Linked DNA regions of Muntiacus reevesi: region 2 is linked to region 1. A link is a contact called in public Hi-C data. All regions are on one chromosome and are shown on one strand. The core of a region is the stretch at or near the end of the contact, and the rest is flanking DNA. Distances in the headings are between cores, read along the strand shown.

Region 1 (5,564 bases), core at 1,370-3,869:
TGAATAAAACATGAACTCGACCTAGAAACAACACGACTAGTTAGTAAGACAGTGTAACTCCCATTTACTTCTTTGTCATTCTTAAAAGTGTAAAACTTAGTAAGTTTGATGGATTTTTAAAGGAGTCATTTTCAAACTACTGGGCACACATACTAAAACGTAAAAGACATTTTAATTTTTGGCTGACACGTGTTACTGACTATTTTCAAAAGTAATGAACTGGATTCCTTTTTTATTGAAAGAGTGGCCTATTTTTAAAAATTCATTTCTGGCATTAAATTACACAAGACTAAAAACTATTTCAAAAATCCATGTGAAATATTTCAAAGTATATGTCCTTCAGTAAGAAATACCAAACCAGGAAGTCACAGAAAACTCCAGTGTGAGCTCTAATATTTAAGATAACTGAAATCATCTGTTAAAGAATAACTTGTCCTTTAAAGAGCTCAAAGTATTGAAAGGGAGCCCTAAGGGATAAGGCAGAAACAGAAGCTGAGACCTTCACAGAGACCTAAAGTAATTTAAGTAATGAATTAGAGATGTTACTCTGACACATGCCAATATCTTCAAATGTAGTAATGTAGCTCCTTACTTGAAAAACATGTTTTTAAGTAGCACCCTTCTCCTCTAATAACACGCAATCAAAACTAACATGTAAAAATTCACACAAAGATGAAGAGTGAAAAAATAATTTTTGAGCGACTAAAGTAAAAATAGTGAAGTTATAATAGATAAGAGAACGGACTTGAATCGGCAGGGCTGACTTCCCAGCTATATTCAGAAGCAGAAGGGGCTGCTTCTTACTAACCCCTTTAAATTCTGCATCAGTTCTTCTCATTAATTAAAAAAAAAAAAACAAAGGCAGGGGGCGGGGGGAGTGGGTAATTACAATACACATTTCCCAAGACTGTTGTGAGGATCAAGGGAGACAATGGTGCTAACATCAGGGCAAGCTTACGGTAACCACTTCAAATCAATAGCCTTTTTATACAATAATCTTTTAAGAGGTTAATTATGAGAAAAATGCTTAATTCTCTTCTCATAACAATATCCCTATCCTTACTCCGAAGTGTGGGAGGAAAAACTAGCACAAACAAAAGTACAAATATTTTATTTTTCTCAAAGGTTATAATTCTACTTATATAATTTCAGGATTACTGAAGACAAATTAAAACCACACCCTACAGTTTTTAATAGCATGCCAATACTGTGTTTGTGTTCAAATCTAATAAAGTGGAAAAAAAGAAAATTCCGTGTTCTTAAAGTCAATACTGAGAATAAATATGCCATTATCCATTAAATAAACTGCTGATAAGGCAAGTCACAAAATTTTATAACAAAGTATTTTAAAATTAGAAGTAAAAAAGGAAAGCAGTTACCTTTGCACAATAAAGCATCCAAAGTTCAAAGAGTCTCTCTCTAGATGCCATTCTGCCTTTCACTCTGGCACTTTAATTTTTCCTCAAAAAAAAAAAAAAGTTCAAGACCATAGAGTGTTCATTTTATTTTCCAAGTTTTTCAGCCGTTACAGTAAAGCTCAAAGCAGTAAGGAAAACAAAAAGAAGTGGAACAAATGGACTCCCTTCTGGTCAATAAAATTCAGTTTCAGCAGTTTCTCCAACCTATCATCATCGGTGGTCGCTGGATAATTATAAAAATCTGTGAAAGAGAAAAACATGCAAGGATTTGCTTTAAAAAGAGGCTATAATAGTTAACTGCAGGTTTATCAGAACTAGAAATTTATCTACATCACGTCCACGAACAACAGGCTAAGCTTTTACAACTGACTGAATTTCACAGAAACTTGTTTCAGGAAAACATCACAACTAATGCAGTATTTCATATCAACATAAAGTCAGAATCCCCTAGAACTCAAAGATGAGTACTCATAACAAAGAATTTGTCCAATGATAATAAGCAGCAAAAATGCCACTCATAGACTTGCTATAAACTTAAGAAAGAGCACAACTTACTACTAACACATTGCAGACATAGAATCCCTCAGAATTTTACAGTCGGCTTCTTAAAACTTGTTGGGAATGTTTGCTGTTGTGTTGCAGGGCAGGGCGTGGGGAGGAGGGTGAAGAATTCCTGGTCTGTTTGTTTGAACAATCCTCAGACAGTAAACGTCGACCAGCCCACCTAGCCTCTCCACCTCTCCACCCAGTAAGAAGAAAGGATCACAAACGCACCAGTCAGGAAAACACCCTGGGAAAGGCTCCAAGTGTTTGGGGGATCTTTAAATTTCCACCTCGCAGCCCAGACAACCGAAAGGGAGGCAAACTTATCTGTGCCAAGCTGCCAAGAGATTTGGAGAGGAGACAAGAAGAGCTGGGCGTCCCCCGACCCGCTATCCACGCCCTCCCGACCGCACCGGGACACGCCCCGGTCAACCTCGCCCCCTCACGGCCGCCCCTCACTCTAGCGCGCGTTCGCCACCAAGCACCCGGGCCCCCCCACTTCTGCCACGCGGCCCTCGCTTCCTATGACCCGCTACCCATCACCGCGCTCACTTTGGGGGGACTGTGCCGCCGCCGCCGCCGCCGCCAAGCCGCCGTCTCACTCGCTTCCCTCGCCCCCTTCCCAAGCCAAACCCCGTGTCACCCCGTAGCCAGGCGGGCGGGCGGGAGAGGGAGGCGGGGCGGTGACGGGTCGAGGCGGGGCGCGAGGGCTGGGAGGGGCCAGGGGCGGGACTGCCCTTTCGGCTAATCACTCCGGCCCTTAAGGCTTTACCCGCCCCGGGTCACTAGCTGCTCATTGGCCGCAAAGGCTGGAAGGGGCGGGATTATCTGGCGCCTCGCCCCTGCATACCTGCGCAGGCTCAGTCGGCCCGGCTCCAGAAGCCCCGGCCGCGGTCCCCGGCGGAGCTCTCCAGACTTCCCCGAGCTGGACGAGTTGCAGGACAGACGTGCTTACGTCCACCGCCCGCCTCTGCTGCAGACTGGCAGACTGAGCGTAGAGCTGTCGGCGTCATTTCCGGGAGTCATCTGAGGGCAGGGAACCCTACGGTGATAACTGAAGGGGGTTTCATTTTGACTTATTTTTGTTAAAAAAGGGGATTGGTCGGGGGAGTGTGTCGTGAGAACATACACCTGCTCCCACATCCCCCGCCCCAAAATCCTTTCCTTTAATCGTGTTTGCGCCAAAGCCCCGTGCCAGACTTTCGCTGTCGCTGAGTGTCAAATGCAAAACTACTGAAGGCTTCAAAAGGGTTTTGCTCTTACAAGAAAGGAAACAGTAGGAAAACGGCAGCATTCACTAGAGATAGAGAGGTCGGTAACTTTGCGCGGGACGGGGTTGGAGGGGGTTAAGGAGAGGGGAAGACGCATGCGATTGGTAGTAGCTGTTGTTGAATCGCCGAGTCGTGTCTGACTTAGCGACCCCATGCACTGTAGCACTGCCAGGTTTCCTGTCCTTTACCATCTCCTGGAGTTTGCTCAAACTCATGTCCATTGAGTCAGTGACACCATCCATCCAACTCACCCTCTGTCGCCCCTTTCTCCTGCCCTGGATCTTTCCCAGCGTCAGGGTCTTTTCTAATGGGTCCGCTCTTCACATCAGCTGACGCAAGTATTGGAGCGTCCTTTCAGCTTCAGCATCAGCCCTTCCAAGGAGTATTTAGGTCTGGTTTCCTTTAGGATTGACTGGGTAGATCTCCTTGCTATCCAAGGGGCTCTCAATCTTCTCCAACAGCACAGTTTGAAAGCATCAATTCTTCGATGCTCCGCCGCTTTTATGGTCCAGCTCTCACAGCTGAACACGACTGTTGGAAAAACCAAATATTTGACTATACGGATCTTGTTGGCAAAGTGATGTCTTTGCTTTTTAATATGCTGTCTAGGTTTGTCATAGCTTTCCTTCCAAAAAACAACCGACGGCTGCAGTCACCATCTGCAGTGAAGAAAATAAAATCTGTCACTGCTTCTACTTTTTCCCCTTATATTTGCCATGAAGTGGAGGCTTCCCTGGTGGCTCAGATGGTATAAAAAAAAAAAAAAAATCTGCCTGCAATGCGGAAGATCCAGGTTCAATTCCTGGGTTGGGAGGATCCCCTGGAGAAGGAAATGGCAACCCACTCCAGTATTCTTGCCTGGTGAATTCCATGGACAAAGGATCTGGAGGTCCAGTGTCTATGGAGTCACAAAGAGACACGGCTGAGCAAAAAACACTAGGGACAGGCCCAGATGCCATGATCTTAGTTTTTTCAATGTTGAGTTTTAAGCCAGTTTTTCACTCTCCTCTTTCACCCTCATCAAGAGGCTCTTTGATATGTATACTAAAGTATACATAAGCATACATAGTTGAACATATTATTTTGAACAACTACCTACCAAGAAAAATACAAATTTTAATTTTACTTTAACTTATTTGGGACTCCCCCAGGTCTAGTGGTTAAGACACTGTGCTTCCAATGCAGGGGGCACAGGTTCCATCCTTAGTCGGGGCACTAAGATCCCACAGGCCACACAATGTGGCCTAAAAAAATAAAAAATGAGCATTTTCACTTATTTTTTCTCCGATGCTCTTCCTTTCTTTTCCAAGTATATGATCTATTGATACATTGTTTGCCTTCTCTCTGAAGAACTTCTTTTACTATTTCTTGCAAGACAGATCTACTAGCAACCATTTCCCTCAAATTTTTTTTTTTTTTTGAAGTTTTGAAAACTTTTATTTTATATACAAAGAGCTAGTATTATTTCCACCTAAAGTTGATGTGCTGGATGAGCCATCTAAGGAAGTTCAGTTAGTCCAACTTAATGAAGCCGATGACCTTAGCATACTGGCGGAAACACTGGCGGCACATATTGAGGCCGTATTTCCGGATCAGACCATGCCGGTTTGAGCAGACCCGGCAAGAGCGAGAACCCTGGCCGAATTTTCTCGGATGGCTCCAGTAGAGCTGCTGGTGACCCATGTTGCTTTCTCGGCTGCAACGAGGTAAAAGCTCAAATTTTTTTTTGTCAAAGAAAGTCTTTGCAGGAGATTCCCTAGCAGTCTGGTGGTTAGGACTCCACGCTTCCAATGCTGGGGGCGCTTGTTCTATCCCTGGTCAGAGAACTAAGAATCCTGCATGCCATGCTGTGCGCCCCACCCCCAAATATTTCGCCTTCACTTTTGAAGAGTAATTTCATGGGGTACAGAATTCTAGGGGCATGTTTTCTTTCTCAGCACTTTAAATATTTCACTCCACTCTCTACTTGCCTGAATGACTTCTGAAGATAAGTCAGATTTAAGTTTCTTTTCATCTATAGGAAAGGTAATTTTTTTCCCTCTGACTTCTTTCAAGATTTTTGTTTGATTTTCTAATTGTGAATATGATATGCCTAGGGGTAGCCTTTGCATTTATCTTGCTTGGTGTCCGTTGAGATTCCCAAATCTTGTCTGTCACTACTTTGGGAAATTTCTCAGTATCTATTGCTTCAAATATTACTTCTGTTCCTTTCTTTCATTTCTAGTATTCCCATTATACACATGTCTTTTGTAGTTGTCCCACAGTTCTTAAATATTCTGTTCTTTTCTTTTTTCAGTCTTTTTTCCTTTTTGTTTTTCCATCTTGGAAGTTT
Region 2 (5,564 bases), core at 2,208-4,707, 240 kb after region 1:
CCCTGGGGGAATAAAGCAACTGTGGAGGGAGCTGACTGAATAGGGACACCCCTCAAAAGATCCTGAGACATTCAAACAGGGGACTTTCAGACGAGATTCCTAACAAAGATCAGGGCATCCAACTCACCTACAAGCTGACTGCCTGACGTAGATGGACCCTGGAATTTGAGTTACTTGAGGTTTATTTAATAAGGTAGACCCCTGCCTCTACCAATAAGGATGTCTGCATTTCACTGAAGCTGAAAACCAGCAGTGATCTCCTTTAAGCAAAAAGGGAGTCTCTTGATGTACACCTGAAACTTTGTAAATCAACTATGTTTCAATTAAAAATAATAAAGGACTTCTCTGGTGGCCCAAGGGTTAAGATTTCACACATCCACTTCAAGGGACACAAGTTGGATCCCTGGTCAGGGGAGATCCCACATGCCATATAGGGCAGCCAGGAAAAAAAAAAAAAGGAATAAAAAAATTTTTAAGGAAGTCTCATGATTTATCCCTTTTATTTCAGATTTAGTTTGTGCTAAGAGGACAAAATCAGAAAATACTTGTCCCACTCTGCATAGACGTTCACTAGAGTGAAACAAGAACACATTCCTGGGAAGGAAGCTATCAGAGACTCAGACGGTGTAACTCAGTAACAAGCAGTACCCCTTTTTCACACCCAAGAGAGCGCGCTCCACTGGAAGAAAAAGGTTTTATTTTTCTGGGCTTTTTTTTTGGTTTGTTTTTGTGGGGAGGAGAGGGCTAATGAAGAGAGTCCATTTTACAGCATGAATACTCTATGAAATGACAGATCTGAGAGAAAGAAGCTTTGGGAAACATGAAAAGTGGGCATATGAGGAGTCTGAGATAAGAAAAGAGCACCTTCCTCCACACATTCCCAATACTTAATTTAACCCAGGTCTCATCAGGTCGCTGCTTTTTAAGGGTCAAATAGTTGAGAGAGTAGTCAGATGTTGTTATCAGACCATCAGATCACCACTGGCTTCCTCCATCTTAACTGCCTACCTAAGTAGCTCTCCTTTCCTTCCACCTGCCACATTATGCCGGCTCCAGAAGGTTGAAGGCAAACTCAAGCAATTATGTTCACCAGATAACTCTAAGAGTTGCTTGGAAAGCTAAGCACATGTCATTCTTGGGGTGCTATATATGTCCCCAGTACTATCTTACACACCATGAAGCTTCCTCCTTGATACAATGTAAAAGACACGGTTTTGGAGTACCACCCATCAGAGTTTAAATATCCACTCCACTGCCTGCTCTCCAAAATCTCCTGTGACAGTTAAAGTAAGATCCAGGAGGTAAGTCATTCAGTAAGTAGGAGCTCAATAAGTAAGAGCTATTATTTGAGGGAGAGAGATTTTTTTTTCAACAATGTTTAAAAAAAAGCATTTTGCATGTTTGAAAGGTTTCAAACAGTACTCCTGTTTTAGTCAGAAAACAGTATCAATCATTTTTCAGGGCAATTCTCTCCCCTCAAAGTATCCACCATCTAAAATCTTTGATGAAATAAATGGTAGAAAAGATTCACCCCATTCCCTGCAATTCTGAATGAATCCTTGAAACCACTTCGTTATCATTTTTATTTGGTTAGGAAGTACTGTACCAAGTTTCCTGAAATATCCAGCCATTCTGCCTAAAAATTCTAAGAGAAGTTTCCCAAACAGGGTAAGACAACGGTAGATGCTGGCAGTATTAAAAACACAAGCTAGAAACCACACATTCCTCTTTTCAGGAGATTCTACAAAGACAGCCAGATGATAAATATTATCTCTTTCAATTTCTACAGTCTGAATTTCTCTTGAATGACTCCTGAGGAATTCAACAGCTCCATTCAGGACCTTTCCCAAAAAAGCTCCCAGGTCTAGAGAAAAACAATTTTTAGGTCCCTAAAATAACAACAAGGAGACAAACCTTTTGGTCTTGTTCTTTTTTAAAAAATGGTTTTATATCCTAAACACAAAATCAGTGTCTCAGAAATATACCAGACCCTCAAAGCCCATAAACCTCCCAAAGGAATCTTGCTAAACTTACTTCTCACTTCTTGCTAACCACTTAGTCTTAGGGAATGCTAACACACTCCCAGCCTCACGTCTCTTCAGGGACCCAACGAGACCTGCTATGCTAGTGCCCTCAAGTTCCCCAAATCTGACACCGTTCTGTGAAAGAGAAACGCTTAGCAACAAACATGTACTATACTAACATTAACCATGTCACTAAAGTGACAAATTACCCTTAGCCTCACTCCCAAGGGAGGGTAAGCAATAACCAGCGGGCGGCCAGAATCCCAGGTTTATCATTAACACATTTGCCTAGGCACAAGCTTAGCGGCTGCACCTCCACGGACCGGCACCAACTCAAGGCTGACCGAGGGATGAATGAGGCGGCCCGGGAGGGGCGGAGGGGACGCGGGGCCGGCCCGGGGAAGGCGGGGCCGCACCGCCCAGGGCCCCGCCCCAGCCCCGCCCACGGCCACCCCGGCACCGCGGTAGCGCCGCAGTCCCCGCGCGGTAGCGGCGCGCGCCCCGGACCCCTTCCCGCCGCCGCCTTTCCCTCCTCGCGCAGCCCCCAGCACGTACCTGCTTTGCAAACCGGGGCGCTCGGGCTCCTCCTCTCCGGGGAGCTTCGGCTGTGCTCCGGGGACCTCCTCCGGTGCCGGACGCGGGCTGGGGGTGGGGCCGCGCTCACCTCTCCAGTCCACAGGTGGGTGGGCGACGAGCAGGGCGACGACACGGTTCCCAGCAGCGGCGGCGGCGGCGGCGGCCGTGTGGGGCTTCCGCGGGCCCCGGGCGCGGCGGCGCGCGTGGGGCTGGTGCCTCGCGTGGACGTCGCGGACGCGCCCGTCTGCGTGGCCACCGTGGGGCTGGTGCGCGCGGCCGCACTCCCGCCGCCCCGCGTGGGGCTCGTGCTGCGCGAGGCGGTGCGCGGGGCCCCGCCGCTGCCGCCGCCGCCTGAGGGGCCTGAGGCGCCACCACAGCAGCCGCCGTTGTTGTTGCCGCCGCCGCCGCCGCCGTTGCTCCGCGTGGGGCTGCCATGTTGCTGCTGCTGCTTCAGCTGGAACGGAACCGTCGCCCTCATGGGCTGCAGGCGGCTCCCGGATCCCCCGGCCGTGGCGACCGCACTGCCCCCGAGGGAGCCGGCCGGCGTGGGGGACCCATTGCGCCTCACCCGCTGGGACATGGTCCCCCCTCCCCGGTGACTGGGCGAGACGTGGGGTGGTTTTGTTGTTAGAAGGCAGGGGGAGGATTCTCGAGGCTGGAGGGAAGGCCTCCGCGACGGGGTGACGAAGCCGGAGTCTGGGGTGCTGGGGGCGCCCGGGCCGCGGCCGGCAGCAACGAGGTGGTGCAGCCGTCGCCGCCGCTGCTCCTCCTCATCAACAATAGTGTCTCCTTCGCTGCCCCCGCCCCCCGCGAGCGCCCATTGGTGCAGCGTCAGCCGCGCTCGAGCCGCTCCACCGCGCCCATTGGCTGCGAGGAGCTCGGGTCCCGGGCCCCCGGGCCTTAGAGAACCTGGGTTTGCGCGGAGACCGTCTGCTCTTTAAAGAGAAAGAGACCCGCCCCCCCGGGGGGAGGGGGAGTGGAGGAAACAGGCTGTGTGTATGTGTAGTGTGTGCGCGCGCGCGCGTGTGAGTGTACACGTGAGTGTACACGCGTGCGCGCGCGCCTGGCCACGCGCATCTTTCCCTTCCCACTGGGGGGAGCCCTGGGGACTCAGATTCTGGAATATTGCCAAAGGGATTGCCCCCGAACCAGAGCGGTCGCCAGGGATGTCTCAAGTCTTTTCCCCCAAACTCATTTCCTTAACTCAGTATTTACTGGCACAGTCTGTGTTCCTGAGTCTCTTTCTGGCTTTTTTTTCCCCTTGATCTTTTTGTTCTGTCCTAATTCCATCAACGTCGGGAAAGGGCTCAAAGGAAAAGAAATTTAATTAATGTTACTGGTATTTTACACCTTGTCTCTCTTTTTTTTAAGCTCTGTAGAGAGCCAAACCTTAGAAAGATTAAAACTGCTGGTTAGAATGCCGTTTTAGATTGTATCAACAAAGTCCAGTGACCAAATGTTGTTGGTACATCTCCTGTATCTCAAGTAATCAAGAATTTATTTCAATCAGCCACTTCCGAGTTTCCCGATACCTTGGAAAGATGATTGTTGCCTTACAAGTTTGTTAAGTGCCATAGTTTTCAAAGGGCCTATTTTATCCTCACAGTCATTATTTGAGACAGAAGTGGACCAGCCATTCATATTTTTGTCTAGTGGAGAAAACAGGTCTTTGTAGAATGGGCAAGAAATCAGTGACACTAGTTCTCAAATAACCTGGAAGGCTCTTTATCAAGACAAAAAAGTGAACCCATACCCCACACACTCATTTTCCAAGCTATAAACTCTCTGTCCATGACCTGTTTTCCCTTTACTACTTTATTAGATAAAAATTCTAGACAGATTTCATCCTCTAAAAATATGGGAGTGGAGAGCCCAGTGTGATTTGCTCTGGACCTGAAATTCTGCTGAGTCCTATACACTGTGGCGGAGAGCCCTTGAGGACCTAGAAGAGAGATTTATATTCCAGATCCACAACAGACTCTGTGGCTCAGATAACTCACCAGCCGCTTATCCTTTATCTGTAAAATTCAGTTAAACAATACCATCTCCTTCATACAATTGTGATTTTCAACCAAGAGTTAACTGAGTGTATGGTGCATACAAAGTACTCAGTACTTTTGAGTCTCCATGTGATTCAGAGGCCCTTGTCTCTCCTTATCACACATTCCTCCTCTCTTCCCTATCAGAAAGAAAGGCCCCAGGCCTTAATTCCAGGACCTTCTTAATTTGGCTGGTGCTCTAGATAGACCTAAGTCACTACTCATCCCCATAACCTGGAATGAAGACAAAAGCAACTTCTCCCTAGACAAGGAGAAGGAAGTTGCAAACATCCATGCAGACAGTTAAAGCTAGTCTTAAAATAATGAGTAAGAGAGAAGATAAACCACAAGGCTACCCTAGAAGCTGTATCTGGCACTGTGTCCTGTGCAGAGTAGTAAAGTGAAGCTCGCTCAGTTGTGTCCGACTCTTTGCAAACGCTGGACTATACAGTCCATGGAATTCTCCAGGCCAGAATACTGGAGAGGGTAGTCTTTTCCTTCTCCAGGGTATCCTCCTAACCCAGGGATGGAACCTAGGTCTTCTACATTGCAGGCGGATTCTTTACCAGTTGAGCCACAAGGGAAGCCCAAGAATATTGAAGTGGGTAGCCTATCTCTTCTCTAGCAGATCTTCCTGACCCAGGAATTGAACCAGAGTCTCCTGCATTGCAGGCGGATTCTTTACCAACTGAACTATCAGGAAGAAAAGTAGTAACCCAGTACATATTCATTGAGTTAAACTGAGGGAGTTCCACAGCCCTAATGTCTTAGACTTCCTGATCAATTCCTTTTAAAAAAATTTTACTTAAGTTTTGTTGATTTACAATGTTGTATTAATTTCTGCTGTACAACAAAATGACTCAGTTATGTGTGTGTGTGTGTGTGTATTCTTTTTCATGTTCTTTTCCATGATGGTGTATCACAG

The links. A called contact is a pair of places that touch in the nucleus more often than the background predicts.
Region 2: a Hi-C map of blood shows a contact between it and region 1, with 3 times the contacts expected there. The contact joins the promoter of FAM117B here to the promoter of NBEAL1 in region 1. A contact is called at or near these places in 2 of 3 Hi-C or Micro-C datasets (blood and muscle).

Annotation. Positions count from the first base shown.
Region 1 is chr3:144,559,494-144,565,057 of mMunRee1.1, forward strand. NBEAL1 (neurobeachin like 1) reads right to left here and starts at 2,620. Exons shown (of 56, transcript XM_065930782.1): 1 at 2,514-2,620; 2 at 1,380-1,659. The coding sequence starts at 1,430. It overlaps LOC136163255 (small ribosomal subunit protein uS14-like), which reads right to left and starts at 4,940. Exons shown (of 1, transcript XM_065927697.1): 1 at 4,663-4,940. The coding sequence starts at 4,915. The coding sequence ends at 4,745.
Region 2 is chr3:144,799,877-144,805,440 of mMunRee1.1, forward strand. It overlaps FAM117B (family with sequence similarity 117 member B), which reads right to left and starts at 3,458. Exons shown (of 8, transcript XM_065930800.1): 1 at 2,580-3,458. The coding sequence starts at 3,180.